3 separate regions of the Mus musculus genome follow, and regions 1 and 2 are each linked to region 3. Evidence: chromatin contacts called from public Hi-C data. All regions are on one chromosome and are shown on one strand. The core of a region is the stretch at or near the end of the contact, and the rest is flanking DNA. Distances in the headings are between cores, read along the strand shown. Region 1 overlaps Prom1 (prominin 1). Region 2 overlaps Tapt1 (transmembrane anterior posterior transformation 1). Region 3 holds the start of Bst1 (bone marrow stromal cell antigen 1).

What was found. Hi-C and Micro-C count contacts between places; a contact is called where the count stands out from the background.
Region 1: a contact with region 3 is called in a Hi-C map of rod photoreceptor, with 2.9 times the contacts expected there. The contact joins the enhancer-like site here to the promoter of Bst1 in region 3. A contact is called at or near these places in 5 of 39 promoter capture datasets (embryonic stem cells, hippocampal neurons, liver and 2 more), 1 of 484 Hi-C or Micro-C datasets (rod photoreceptor) and 2 of 9 other capture datasets (adipose tissue and liver).
Region 2: a Hi-C map of rod photoreceptor shows a contact between it and region 3, with 2.3 times the contacts expected there. The contact joins the enhancer-like site here to the promoter of Bst1 in region 3. A contact is called at or near these places in 7 of 39 promoter capture datasets (the 3T3-L1 cell line, 3T3-L1-derived adipocytes, the C10 cell line and 4 more), 3 of 484 Hi-C or Micro-C datasets (cortical neurons, large pre-B cells and rod photoreceptor), 2 of 115 datasets of contacts at active chromatin or transcription factors (CD8 T cells and effector CD8 T cells) and 3 of 9 other capture datasets (adipose tissue, liver and pancreatic islet).

What each region holds. Positions count from the first base shown.
Region 1 is chr5:44,077,439-44,081,910 of GRCm38.p6, reverse strand. The region is part of intron 2 of Prom1 (prominin 1); the gene reads left to right. Among named protein-coding and RNA genes, the nearest start is that of Prom1, 22 kb to the left of the region's middle. Within about 2 kb of position 1,515, at least 22 of the 459 cell types and tissues checked have an H3K27ac peak or open chromatin away from gene starts, as enhancers often do. A contact at or near this core is called in rod photoreceptor, where this site is marked.
Region 2 is chr5:44,195,303-44,199,837 of GRCm38.p6, reverse strand. All of the region lies in intron 3 of Tapt1 (transmembrane anterior posterior transformation 1), which reads left to right. Among named protein-coding and RNA genes, the nearest start is that of Tapt1, 29 kb to the left of the region's middle. Within about 2 kb of position 1,822, at least 13 of the 459 cell types and tissues checked have an H3K27ac peak or open chromatin away from gene starts, as enhancers often do. A contact at or near this core is called in rod photoreceptor, where this site is marked.
Region 3 is chr5:43,816,635-43,820,577 of GRCm38.p6, reverse strand. It overlaps Bst1 (bone marrow stromal cell antigen 1), which reads right to left and starts at 1,685. Exons shown (of 9, transcript NM_009763.3): 1 at 1,485-1,685; 2 at 1-100. The coding sequence starts at 1,651.

The DNA of each region.
Region 1 (4,472 bases), core at 266-2,765, 260 kb before region 3:
TGGTTGCAAGCCACCATGTGGTTGTTGGGAATTGAACACAAGACCTCTGGAAGAGCAGTCAACGCTTTTAATGGAGCCAACTCTCCAGCCTGATTCTTCTTAATTTTTTTTCCCAAGACAGAGTTTCTCAGTGTAATCCTGGCTGTCCTGGAACTCACTCTGTAGACCAGGTTGGCCTCGAACTCAGAGATCTGCCGAGTACTGGGATTAAAGGCATGCGCCACCACTGCCCGGCTGATTCTTATTTCTTAACAACTACAATTAAGTTGGTTTTGTTTTCCTAGTAGTTTATAATTTCGGTTTTGATCATCCCTTTTGCCTAGTATGACTAGTGCCATCTGAGGAACTCTTACCCTATTAAAAAGTTGTGAAAAAGTTGGTAGGGTCTGTTTATCTGAAAATGTTGGTATCTTCAACAGCATGTCCTGGAGTACACACAGGCTTTGTCCTGAGCCATGAGCAATGTGTGGACTCACATGCCCCTCTTTGCATTGTCTCTCCCTGCTGTTCTTTGTAATTCTCTGTGACGCTTGTCCTCTTAGGATGTTGTTGAGCACTTGCTGGGTGTGTTTCAGAAGAAAACAAGCCAAGAAAACAAAAGTGGCCTCTTTCCAGTCTTTAGTCTTTCTTACCCAATTACTCTGAGTAGTTCCAGGTGTCTGGTGCTGGGAAACTGGAGGGCAGTGTCTGTCCCCTTAACCACCAGGGGAAGGCTTTCTACTGGGGATTTTCTTCATGTATTTCTTTTCCAGTTGGTTTACATGAATGGGTGCTCTGAGGTGGGGTAGTTTCTGCCTACATGGGTAGTTGACACTGGGATCTCAAAGATGATGTGATAAGTCTATTCCTATTTGATCTTTCTCTAGCAGGAATCTCAAAATTCCCGTTCATGGCTTTACAGTTTCTCAGTTGGATGTTTACTTATTAAATATGACAGTTATATTAATCGAGTCAAAGGCTCTCTTTGTATGGTCTGGGTGTTGCGGGGAGAGGAGGTTGTGTATGCTTTAATATCCTCTTAGGAATTGGCTGACCCAGAAGCTCAGCCTAATGAGATTTGGACATGAGCATCTGGAGGGTAATTGAGTGAGACATGTGGAGGGTGATGTTCCTGGCTTACTGACACTGTCTCGCATTTCTTTAAAGAGCCACTCCAGATACACCTTGTGCCGGAAAATAAAGCTGAGCAGAAGTGACTACGTGCTTCTGACATTGAAGCCAAGTCAAGTTCCTCTGACTTTGGAAGTAGGAGACTCCTGAGTCCGTAATACAGCAGCAGTAGGGCTGCTCCTTTTTGCTGTAGGCTCCTTGTTGCAGGCTTGTTCATCACATGGAAACTGAAACTGTGTAAGAAGCTTGTGTCAGATCTTGTGTCAGATCTGTCCCCTTCTTTTCGGCAGAACTGTCTTCCTGAGCTGAGGCTGTCACTCACCTGGATCCCAGCTTAGGTGGGCCCTCAGTACATGTAGCAAGGACAAAGACTAAGATGGTTATGCCATCTGGTTATGCCATCTGGACAAAGACTATGATGGTTATGCCATCTGGCATCCCCACTGTTCCTGAAACTTAGAGCATCCTCCTGCCTCTGGTGTCTCTGTATTTCCTTTTGAACCATTCTATTGGATGGCTTATCTCTCATTTCCCTCCAGTCTTTGTTTGGATTTTATCTCTTCAGACCATCACCCTGCTCTCCATTTTTCTTCATTTCATATACTCCAACATTCCAGGGGTACCCTCTTCCTCTGGGGTTTTATCTTCTGTGGGTTCAGTAACCCATGATCTAAAATTTTTAATTGAAACTTTCAGATATAAGCAATTCATAAACTTTCAGGTTGTGTGTTGTTCAGAGCAGTGTGATAAAATCTCTGTCTTCCCGATCCATTCTGTCCATGTCGTGAACCATCTCCTTATCCAGAGGCTCCATGTTCTATATGCTCCCTGCCTGTTACCTATCTCTGCTGTCACATTCAGTGGTGTGGTGCTGGACACTGCTTATGTCAAGGAACTCTTGTTTTCCTAAATAATTCCTGAAACACAAGAGAAGGTATACTAGTGGTTTTATTTCAGCAATGTATAATAGTTCTAATTGTATAATTTGTTACTGTTCATCTCTCGCTATGTCTAATTTATAACTAGATTGCATGTAGTAAAAAAAAAAAACAAAATACAACAGTTTATCTAGGGTTTGGAACTATATGCAATGTTAGGCATCCACTGGGGGTTTTGAAACATATCCCTTCCCCTCCAAAAAAGGATAATGCCTGTACAGTATTTGCCCATTTCATGTCTCAGAATCAAAGCATCTTACTGGAAGAGTTCAACTAACCCTGTTCACTTAACTTCATAGTTCCGTATCCCCAGGGCCTGGAATGGTATTTATTGAGAGCTGGAATTTATTGAGTGTGCAGTAAACATATTGCTGGCTGTGTGAGTCCTATCCCCAGCCCCATGCTGGCTTCGGCTCACTGCTGAGGGTCTCCAGCCGTTCTGTCCTGGCTGTCTGGGCTGCAGTCACTCCTGCCTTTTAGTTTCTAGAAACTGTGCAAGCTCCCTCCTGACATTGGGGGCCTTGGCATGAGCCCAGCCTTCTGTCCACATGCATCCCCTTCGTGGTGGGTATTTTCCTGCAGAGCTGGGGTAGCAGGTAAAGCGGGTCCAGGTGGTGGAGCTGTGGTTTGTTCTGAGAGTGGCCAGCTGTTGAATGTAATTAGGAGAAACAGAGTACCCCAGAACCCCAAAGCAGATTCTCCAGCAGCAAGTGTCTCTCCCCTTACTCGTATTCTCCCGAATCTCAGAGGACAAGCCGGGGATCGCACGAAAACTGACGCGCATGAACAGAACTCATTCCCGTCTCAACTAGGGTTATGCTTGCATTTAGCTTTTCTCTGCCCTTTAGATATTTGCCCCCAGTAGGGTTACTAGTCATGAGATGTCATTTTCAATGGTCTTGAAAGATTTCAAGTTCATCAGAAGGTCTGTCATGCTTCATGCTACCCCTGACCTGAGGAAGTGTGGTAAGGTGAACTATAAACTGTGTGCACTGATAGTTAAGACATGATTTCTGATAACTGTTGAGGGACGGGCACTTCTTAGTTCTTAGTTTCTCTTTTTGAGGGGTTTGTCTGTGAAAGGGTTATGTTTTCTTTTTAATTTTTTTTAAAATTTACTCATGTTTCTGCAACAGCAGAACCTTCTATAGAACTCTGTGGCTCACCTGGCCACTGGGAATTGGCACTAATTCGGCCACTTGGTGTGAGGGAAATTGTCGTTCAAGGGAGATCATAAACATAAGGTTGCTTTCTTTTACAGAGGCTTTTACTAAGGCTCTGGGACAGGACACTTGCTTACTTAGGACCACACTATCAATGTAAGCTAAAAGGACAAGCTAGCAGGAGAGTGGACCAGAAGTGGGAGGGGGTGTGGGTGAGGGATGTTTGTCTCGGGAGGACTATGCACACAGAGGCAGTGTCTTCTGTGTCCGTCCAAAATGAATTCCTGCTGCTTGGGATACAGTGGAATTGCTGGCTACAGAAGCCCACTGCTGATTTTTTGCTTGCAGTGTTACTCATCACAAGCGCAGCAGACCTGCCTACTGTAGACTTTCTATTTTATAGAAAGTGTATGTTCCTATACGATATACGGAAACAAGAAAGAAAGGGTATATGTTCACCTGTAGATAACTGTGTACATTTGGGCTGCTGTTGCTAAACTACTGTGTTGTTGGTAGAAAAAAGTTTGAATCAGACCATATTCCTAGATAGAATGAATGTAAATCAAGATATGATGTAGAAAAAAAAATGCAGATATCTAAATTCATCAGGTTAATACATTTACCCACAGGTCTCCCTGTATGTATCTAGAACTGTCTACACTTGGGGATTCAATTATTGATTGATTGATTGATTGATTTAATTTTAATTTAAATTTAATTTAATTTTTTGTTTTTACCTATTCACTTTACATTCTGATCACTGCCTCCCTCCCGGTCATCCCCTCCCACAATCCTTCCCCAATGACCATCATCATTATCATCCATGAAACTTAAAAAAGAAAAAAAAAAAAAAAGTTAAAGCCCGCCTGAAAGCACACACTTAGAGGTGTAAGGAATTCAGACTTTAGCTAGTGTTGAGTGCTTTGGGTCTTCGCGTTCCGTGGTGTTTTGCGATTGTGTTTTAAGTATAGAAGAGGCTTTGGATTATCTATCCCATCCCTCTTTGCGGCTCAATAAGGAAGCCAAAGGGAAAGAAACAACATGAGCGAAAACTTAATGTTTCAGTACATGCTTATATTTCTAGATTGTTGTTCTCAAGGAAAACACACCCACTTAGACAAAAGCTGCCCTCCTGGATCTCATTTCCATGTATTGTCTAGGGCATGCAAGCTTTACGGCACGCTTTGCACCGATGCACAGCTCTGGGTTGGGGCTCTGGGATTTACACGGGAGAGAGAGCATCTTTTTCCTTAAGGAATGA
Region 2 (4,535 bases), core at 573-3,072, 380 kb before region 3:
GGTTAGGAATATCTTTTCTTTTGACCCTGTAAGAGAGTTCTTATCTCCCAAAAGAACTATGAATTTCAAATTCTTAAGTTTCTTAACTTGTTGACTTTTCCTTCATGTGCCTTAAATTTAGTTGTGCTCAAACTAACTTTATTTGTGCTGTATAAATAGGCTTTTCTTTCCCCACACGAAGTTAAGCATTTGATTCTGGCCTGAGTAATTAATGCCACCACAAGAACATGAGTGTAGGAGAGCTCTTAGTGTCTTTGTCAGGGAAACAAGGATGTCCATTCTTTCCTCTGACCAAGGCTGATGTGTGCCACACCAGTGGGGAGAGAGAGAGAGTACATGGTTATGGAGAAAGCCTTCATAGCATCATCAGGTTTTGTCATCCCATGTTCCCCACCATGACGCTCAAAGTAGCGTAGCAACATTCCAACCTTCTTTCTTTCTTTCTCTCTTGTAAATCAGACCGAAGGGAGGAGCACTTTCACTTCCTTTATAGGATGGAGTGTGGTGGCACAGGGACTCCTTGTGGTGAGTAAACCCTGATTTTTCCTTTTATACTCTTGGCCAGATTGACCTCAGTACCAAAGCATAGGCACCAGCATAGCCACATAACCATTTGAGGATGGGACAAACTGAGGAAGATGTGCCGCCCAGCCTTCAGTAGCATCCTCACTTGGTCTTAAGCCTTATCCATGTCTATTCCAGTGTTTGACCACACTGTCACCATGAAAGTCACCATGAGATATTCTCTAATGACACCTCAGTCCTCACCTTAGGGCTAAGCCCAGCTCACTTGTTCCTAGAACCACTGTTTACTTTGTGTTATTCCAAACATAAATGGCGCTTCATAAATCAGCCACTTCATTCTAATTAATTAATTTAATGTACAAAAGAAGGTGTTAGCAATCGAGTGAAAAGTATTAAGTGATTATTTTTTACTCAGTGTCAGACTTAAATGATGAGTTTCTCAGTTCAGGAAAGCATCTTGGTCCTAATCCTTTGTTCCAGTTAACTTAAGACCATAAAGGGACTTCTCTTAAAAATATGAACCACATGAAATACACATTTTCAAACTTTCAATAGTATGTACGTGTCCCCTCCAGCCCTCAGTTATACATACTTTTCAGTGAAATGAGGCATGCTCACTCCTGGCCTCCGTCCATGGCTTGAAATGAACTGGCAGGAGGGCTCTGCTTGCCATTGTTGCCTCCTCTTCCTTCTTGATCTTGCCAGTCCCACTTCTTTTTATCAGTAGAGTATCAAGGCGTGGGGACGCCTCACAGGGAGCATCTTTCTCTGCTGCATAGTTCTACTTGCATGACTCTATGAGCACTTTAAACAGCTCAGAGATGTATAATAGTAAGACATATGACATGAAATTATCATTTGTAATTACTATGAAAGTATAGTAGAAGTATTTGTAGGGGTTAAAAGGTAAAATTTAGAAATGTAGAGAGTCTGCTTCTATATAGATATTTTTAACTTGAATATCTTTTAAGTTGTGTTAAATGTCTTATTTTTATTGGAAGTTCTATTGAATGTCTTATTTAATCTTATCTTGAGTGGCATGTAATAAAACTATTAGTCTAAACTAGGTTAGACTAATGTGGGTTTTTGTTGTTGTTGTTGTTTATTTGGTTGGTTGGTTGCTTTGGTTGGTTGGCTGGTTGGTTGGTTTGTTATTTTGTCCAGCATTCTCTTGAGATCTCCAGCATTTACTAAAGGAACTGCCTATAATTGGCTCTTTAACAGACATCATACCTAGGACTTGAGCCTGAAAGATTATCTAGGTGTCGCTCTGGGTTGGTTGGCAGCACTGTAGATAAGCTTCTTATGGAGTTTGTAGTGATTACTGATAGTCATCTAAAAATACCCTACAGAATAGGGGCAAGTGCTGTGGTTGGTTCACGTCGTTTTAATTAGGCAAACTCACTTGTGGTTAGATCTTGGAGAAGCTGCGATACAAATAAGCACTGTGTACAATGCTACTCGGGAAGGGGAGGGTGTGTTGTTTTGGTTTTGCTGCTTTCCTTTTTTATTAATGGGCACATGTGGAAAGAAAATCCTTGTTTTATAGACGTTGTAAAACAAGTTTTATGTTGTGTTGGAATAGTAGTCCTCCACTCTGAAAACCTGTAACTGCTGTAGCAGACAGTAAGATGTTAAGGCAGTGATAGAGAGCTGAGGACCCAGAGCAAGTACATTTGTTCTGTTTTCCACTGTGTATTTTAAAAATTAATAAAGTGAGAGGTATGTTTGTTTCTTAACATAATAATTTTCCATATGATAGGTTATATATGAGTTTGGAGGTTTTGACAGTCAGTGTTTGTAAACAGCCATGCCTGCATTGATGCCTTTCATTGTGCTCCCTGGCTATCAGTGGGATAATGCCCGTCTATAGTCCAGGGATGCAGGACCTTCTAGCGTTTCTCCTCTTGATATCTAAATTAGAAATGTTTGCTCTTGACAGAAGAACCACTGTTCCCAGTCCCAGCCTCATATAGAGTATAGGGCATGAAGTCTCCTCGATCATCAGTTAGCCCTTGGCAGGGAAGTGTGATCTCAGCTGGGTGTGAGGGAAGGAAAGAAAAAAAATGTACCCTGCTTTCCATGGAAAATCAGGAAGAAAGTAATGATGGAGGTAGTGCTAGGTGCACTTCAGCTCAAAGCTCTAGCTTGAGCTGCAAAGAAAAAGCAATCAGCATCCCACATCTTTTGGAGGGCTTGGGATCTGACTAGCAAAGCCAGGCCTGTCTTGATAAGCTCACTACATGGCTTCCCACCTGCTTTTTTTTTTTTTTTTTAAGATTTATTTATTTATTTATTTATTTATTTTATGTATATGAGAACACTATAGCTGTACAGATGGTTGTGAGCCTTCATGTGGTTTTGGGAATTGAATTTTGGACCTCTGCTCGTTCTGGTCAACTCTGCTTGCTCAGTCCCTACTTGCTCCAGCCCAAAGATTTATTTATTATTATATGTAAGTAATAATAGCTGTAGCTGCCTTCAGACACACCAGAAGAGGACATCAGATCTCATTACAGGTGGTTGTGAGCTACCATGTGGTTGCTGGGATTTGAACTCAGGACCTTCGGAAGAGCAGTTAGTGCTCTTAACTGCTGAGCCATCTTACCAGCCTAACTTCCCACCTACTATCACCCTTTCTGAATGTGTCTCTTTTCAGACTTGCAGTATCCCATATTGAGTCCAAATGGATGTATCAAACTTACTAATAACCTGTAGAAAGCAAGAATGCAGCCTGTGACAGCTACTCTCAGAGCTGGTCCCACAGCCTAGTTACAGGAACAGTTTAAAAAACGTACACATTATGCTCTTGTGGACAGGCTGAGAAGGAGCTGAACAGACTAAATAGCCAAGAAACTCCTAAGAGGTAGGTGTGTGTGTGGCTCTGAGGCCAGGGACACAGTAGCAAATGAGTTCAGCCCACACCACAGCTTGAAGTAGTCACTGCTGGTAAAGATAAAGAGGCCATAGCTCCTAACGGAAGCTCCCACTCCTAACAGTTGAGTGTATAAGTAAAAACCTGCCAAAACAGAAGCCTGAGCAGGGATCTGCACCTTGTCACTGTATCATTGAGGAATAGGCCTGCTGTAGACTCCAGCGTATTCGTTCTTGTCATGCAAATGTCATGTCCAATAAAAGGGAATCCTAAAGTTCTTCTTTTCTGTTTGTTTTCTCCATCTTATTGCTTCCATCCCTGACTTAGGCTTCAGTTTTTATGCTATACTCTCAGAAAGAAGAATCAACTAATTTTTTAATTCTGAAAAATTTAAGTAATGTTTCAAAGAACAAACTTCTACAGAAAAGGAGTTATCCCACAAACCACTAACCCACCTCAGGAAGGAAGGAAGGAAGGAAGGAAGGAAGGAAGGAAGGAAGGAAGGAAGGAAGGAAGGAAGGAAGGAAGAAAAAAAGAGAGGAGGAGGAGAAGAAGATATGAGGAAAGGACTCATTGGAAATTTAAATCTTTTTTTTTTTTTTTTTTTTTTTCTGATTTTTCGAGACAGGGTTTCTCTGTATAGCCCTGGCTGTCCTGGAACTCACTCTATAGACCAGATTGGCCTCGAACTCAGAAATCCGCCTGCCTCTGCCTCCCAAGTGCTGGGATTAAAGGCGTGCGCCACCACGTCCAGCTTAAATAAATCTTGAATGCGTGAAAGAGTCTTTCAGAGTTAGACCTGGTAGCACAAGCCTGTGTTCCACGCTGTTTGGGAGGCTGGGCAAGGAGATTGCAACCTCAGGGCCTTCTCAGAGCATGAATAAGACTTGGCTCAAATTTTTTTTTTAATTATTTTAAATGGATGTATGATTCAATGGCAGAGTGCTTGGCTAACATTAGCAAGGCCCTCAGCAGTATTTACACCCAGAACCAACTGAGGTAAATTGACATCAGATTATACTGGGTTCTCTTTCTCACCAGTGCAAAGATTCAAGCAAAGATGTAGGAGTTAGTCATGTGTTATTTTGATGCTTGTGACCATAGCCTTCTCAATATGCTGCTAGCAGGAGTGTAA
Region 3 (3,943 bases), core at 436-2,935:
GAGGTTAATGAAGAGATCATAGTCTGAGGGGAGCACAGAGCAGGGGTCCTTGTCCAGCACCCCCTTGAAGGCCTCCCAGATGGCTGTGCAGTTTTTGTTCCTGTACAAAAAAGTGCCGGTCAGAACTGGAGACGCAGTTCGGAGGGTAAGGCCGCTTGTGCCATAGGCAAGAGGACCTGAGTTCATCACCCACCAACCCTGCCCATATGGCTGCCGGTGCCTCTAACCCCAGCATTGTATTAGGTGGAAACAGGAAGATGACTGGGACTTGCTGGCCACTAGCCTAACTCTAGCTTCCAGACTAAGACAGAAAATGATAGAGTAGGCTGTCTTCCTCTCTGTGGGCACAGGCACAACACACACACATACACACACACACACACACACACACACACACACACACACACACATTCTGTGCACACAACAAAACAGAGTTCTCCAGTTTAAGGAAAGCAGTCCCCTACCCCATCCCCACCTCCAGACTTATGACAGAAGCAGACAAGGCCACAGATAAAAGTGATGCTAGAAAGTGACAATTTCAATGTCAATAAACCAGGAAACTTCTGGTTTTCAGAACTCTCCTTCTCCCTCTCCCTCCCCCCTCCCTCTCCGTCCCCCTCTCCCTCCCCCTCCCCCTTCCCCTCCCCTCCCCCTTCCCCCCCCTCTGTCTGTGGTGGAGGTACTGCACATGTATCATGTAGTCAACTGTTCTAGCACTGAACCACACCTCTGGCTTTCGCCTATTCATTAAGACACAAGAGTGGAGCTCCTTGTTCAGGTTCATTAGAGGGCGAGTCTCTGGGCCCACTGAGGTCAAGTCAGGAGGCAAGACTTGGGAAGATAGGAGTGGATGCCAAGTGTTGGGAGCAGTTTCCTCTACTGAGTCAGAGTGGCTTCTGGGGCCAGTTTTCACTCCTGAGGTCCAGGACGCCTTTCAAAATCACGTTCTATAGCAATGGTCATGTTGTCCTACCTTTGGTGACAATGACCAACCTGACTTCTTATGTTATTCTCTCATTTTATTTTATTGAGCTGCATCCCAATTAAAAACAACTGGCATGAGAAAGAGTGGTGTAACAACACAAAAAAGCAGATCCAGAGAAGGAAATTATTTCAATAGGAAACACAGTGTGCACAAGGTAGGGGGAACCAGAATCCTCTAGATGGGACAAGGGGAGCTAATTCCCAAGTGGTGCTCAAAATACCCAAACTGGCAGTTGTTGATAGTAGGCAAGGCTCTTTCACTCAAATTCACCTCTAGACTGGTGTCGCATTACAGCTTTCTCCTCACCTCTACACCCACAGGGGCAGCCTTAGCAGTTTCCTCCCGGGTCTGGAAATCCCCTGCACAGGGGATCTTGTCCCTAAGAATCACCTACATACACATCACCTGCATGGAGTCCCGCTAGTCCCTCCACCTGACTTTCCAAAGCCCTCACCTCACCCCACCCTTCTGCCTTTTCACTGTCTGGCTTAGCACTTACCCCAGGCTCAGCAGCGTGGTGTACTCTGCGCAGCGGCCCAGGAAGATGCTCTGGAGGTGAGGAGTGGTACCCTCCCCTGTCCACCGCGCTCTTGCCCCCAGAAGCACTGTCAGCAAGGACAGCCATAGCCACAGCCACAGAGACAACAGGCCTCCCTGGACAGCCATCAAGAAGACTTTGATTCCTCTAGCCCGTGGCCTCTTGGACTCCTCCCAGTTCCTCTTCCACTGAGGAGGCGGTTCCCCTTAGCTGAGCTTTGGCAGGACTCATCCAGATGCCAAGCCAGCCCACCTCCCATCCTCTTTCCTCTTCCATTACGACAGAAATTAAACTTAGGGCATTGCCTGGCAAAAGACGCCTCGTGGAGGGACCCCAAAGGGAATGGGAATTTGAAGCGCGCGCGCGCACACACACACACACACACACACACACACCTCTATAGAAATCTGTTACCATGTGAGCCCTAAGCAAACTTAAATTCTGTCCTGGTTCACACAGTCTTTCCAGGAGAGACATGTGCTACCCTTAGTGAAAATTGATGGCTTTGAGAAAAGCCGAAGGCACAAGGGCACAGACAAGAATCACATGCCATTCCTAAGTTGACTCTTAGGGAGTTTGTCTGGGTGGACTCTGGATGTGACTGACTGGTGCCTGTTTTGTCTTTCCTTTTCTTCCTTTGTGAGGGACATCGTCCACAGGCATCACTTACACCTGCCCCATGGATTCTGGAGCACAGGGCTTGTTTTCTAGTTTTCCAAGTGCTCACAGATAACTTTGTCTGAGAATACAGTACGGTCAGAGCTACACTCCTTTGTAATTTAGGCAGTTTAGATGTGAGATTTGGGGACTTGAATTGATACTAAAATAAGTTCATAATTGTAGGGGACGGTAGGTTAGGTAAAGGAATTTATCATGTAGGATGGATGTGAATTTTTGAAGACCAAAGGATAACTCCAATGAAGCCAAAATACCCATTAGAGATGTTTACACTCATATTCTGGAGTTCTGTGATGATTGCCTTGCATGGTAGTGAAGGCTCTATGCCCCAGTATAAGGGAATATCAGGACCAGGAATGGGAGTGAGAGGGTTAGGGAGCAGGGGGAGGGGAGAGGGGAGAGGGAATTTTCAGAGGGGAAACCAGGAAAGGGGATAATATTTGAAATGTAAATAAAAAAATCTTTCTTTAAAAAAGAAATTGCCAAAAAAAGTAAATAAACAGCAACCCCAAAAGTCCCCAAAACCCCCAAAAAACCAATCACTATAATATGCCAAGATTGTTACACAAAGATCATTTTCAAAAACAATTTCCTAAGTGAGATTTTTTTTTCCTGTGAGGAAAATGTGAATTTCTTTCCTGAATTCCTAAGCCCCGCCAACTACTTTCTTTTGGGAAAACCCAACATACTGTGTTGTGCTAGAGCAGGTCAGTATGAGTAATTCCAATATCTGAATCAAATGTTTCAAGAGATCAGCTACTCAGTGGGCTTCCTTGTCAAAGGGAAACTTTTCACTGCGCTTTCTATACTTCTGTGACAACCTGTGGAATTTCTCTGGACGGGAAAGCAACTCAGCAGATGACACAGAAACTGCAAGTGTGTTGCTAGCCATTTCTAGCGTAGTGTTAGCTCACCTCTGTGTTCTCAGTGGAACTTGCTGCTCCATCTCTTGTGATCATTTGTAACTTTCCAGCTTATTTGATATTGACCATATATATGCTTTTCTAATTCTTTAAAATTATATAAAGACTCAGATGTGAGGTTAAATTTAAAAAGCAAAAATATCTTCCATAAAATCTTCTCCACACACACATTTTACATAAACTTTAATAGTGTTGTGTGGCTCCCCTCATGGGTATTTTTTATCATGCTGGATTGCAAAATCTATCCTGGGTTATAACTGAATAATAAGCAACATTTCTAATGGTTCTGCAATACTACAGATTAGAAGAGCTACTGTGTTATTCCTAAGTTTCATTTTCAGCTTCTCTGCTGACTCATCACTAGAAATTGTCCACACCAGAATCAAATAAGCTGGGACAATTCCTTCACCATCTGTGTAAGACACTCAGGACTCCTTCCTATCAAAAGAAGGACAACCACGTTGATAGTTTTATGTCTTTTTTCTTTCTTTGAAAACATTCAATTGTCTCACCATTAACTACATCATTCTAAGTTTCTGAGCACCCCTTTATTTTGGAAGGTTTTAAGCTTTTATTTGCAAGAATATTATTACAAACGATACTTGGATGTCTTTCATTTCCAAAGGGCTCTGCACATTTGATAAAGCCATATTTTAAGTAATCTTCATTATTATGCTTTAAGCTCACTTTTTCCTTTCTGAAATGTGACTCAACTGAAGTTGAAGCTACCAAATTAGGAACAGTATTCTCCATTACTGTCAGCATTAACACTCACAGATCCAAAAGTTGAACTTAAACGTGTGTCTTAAAAAAAAAAGA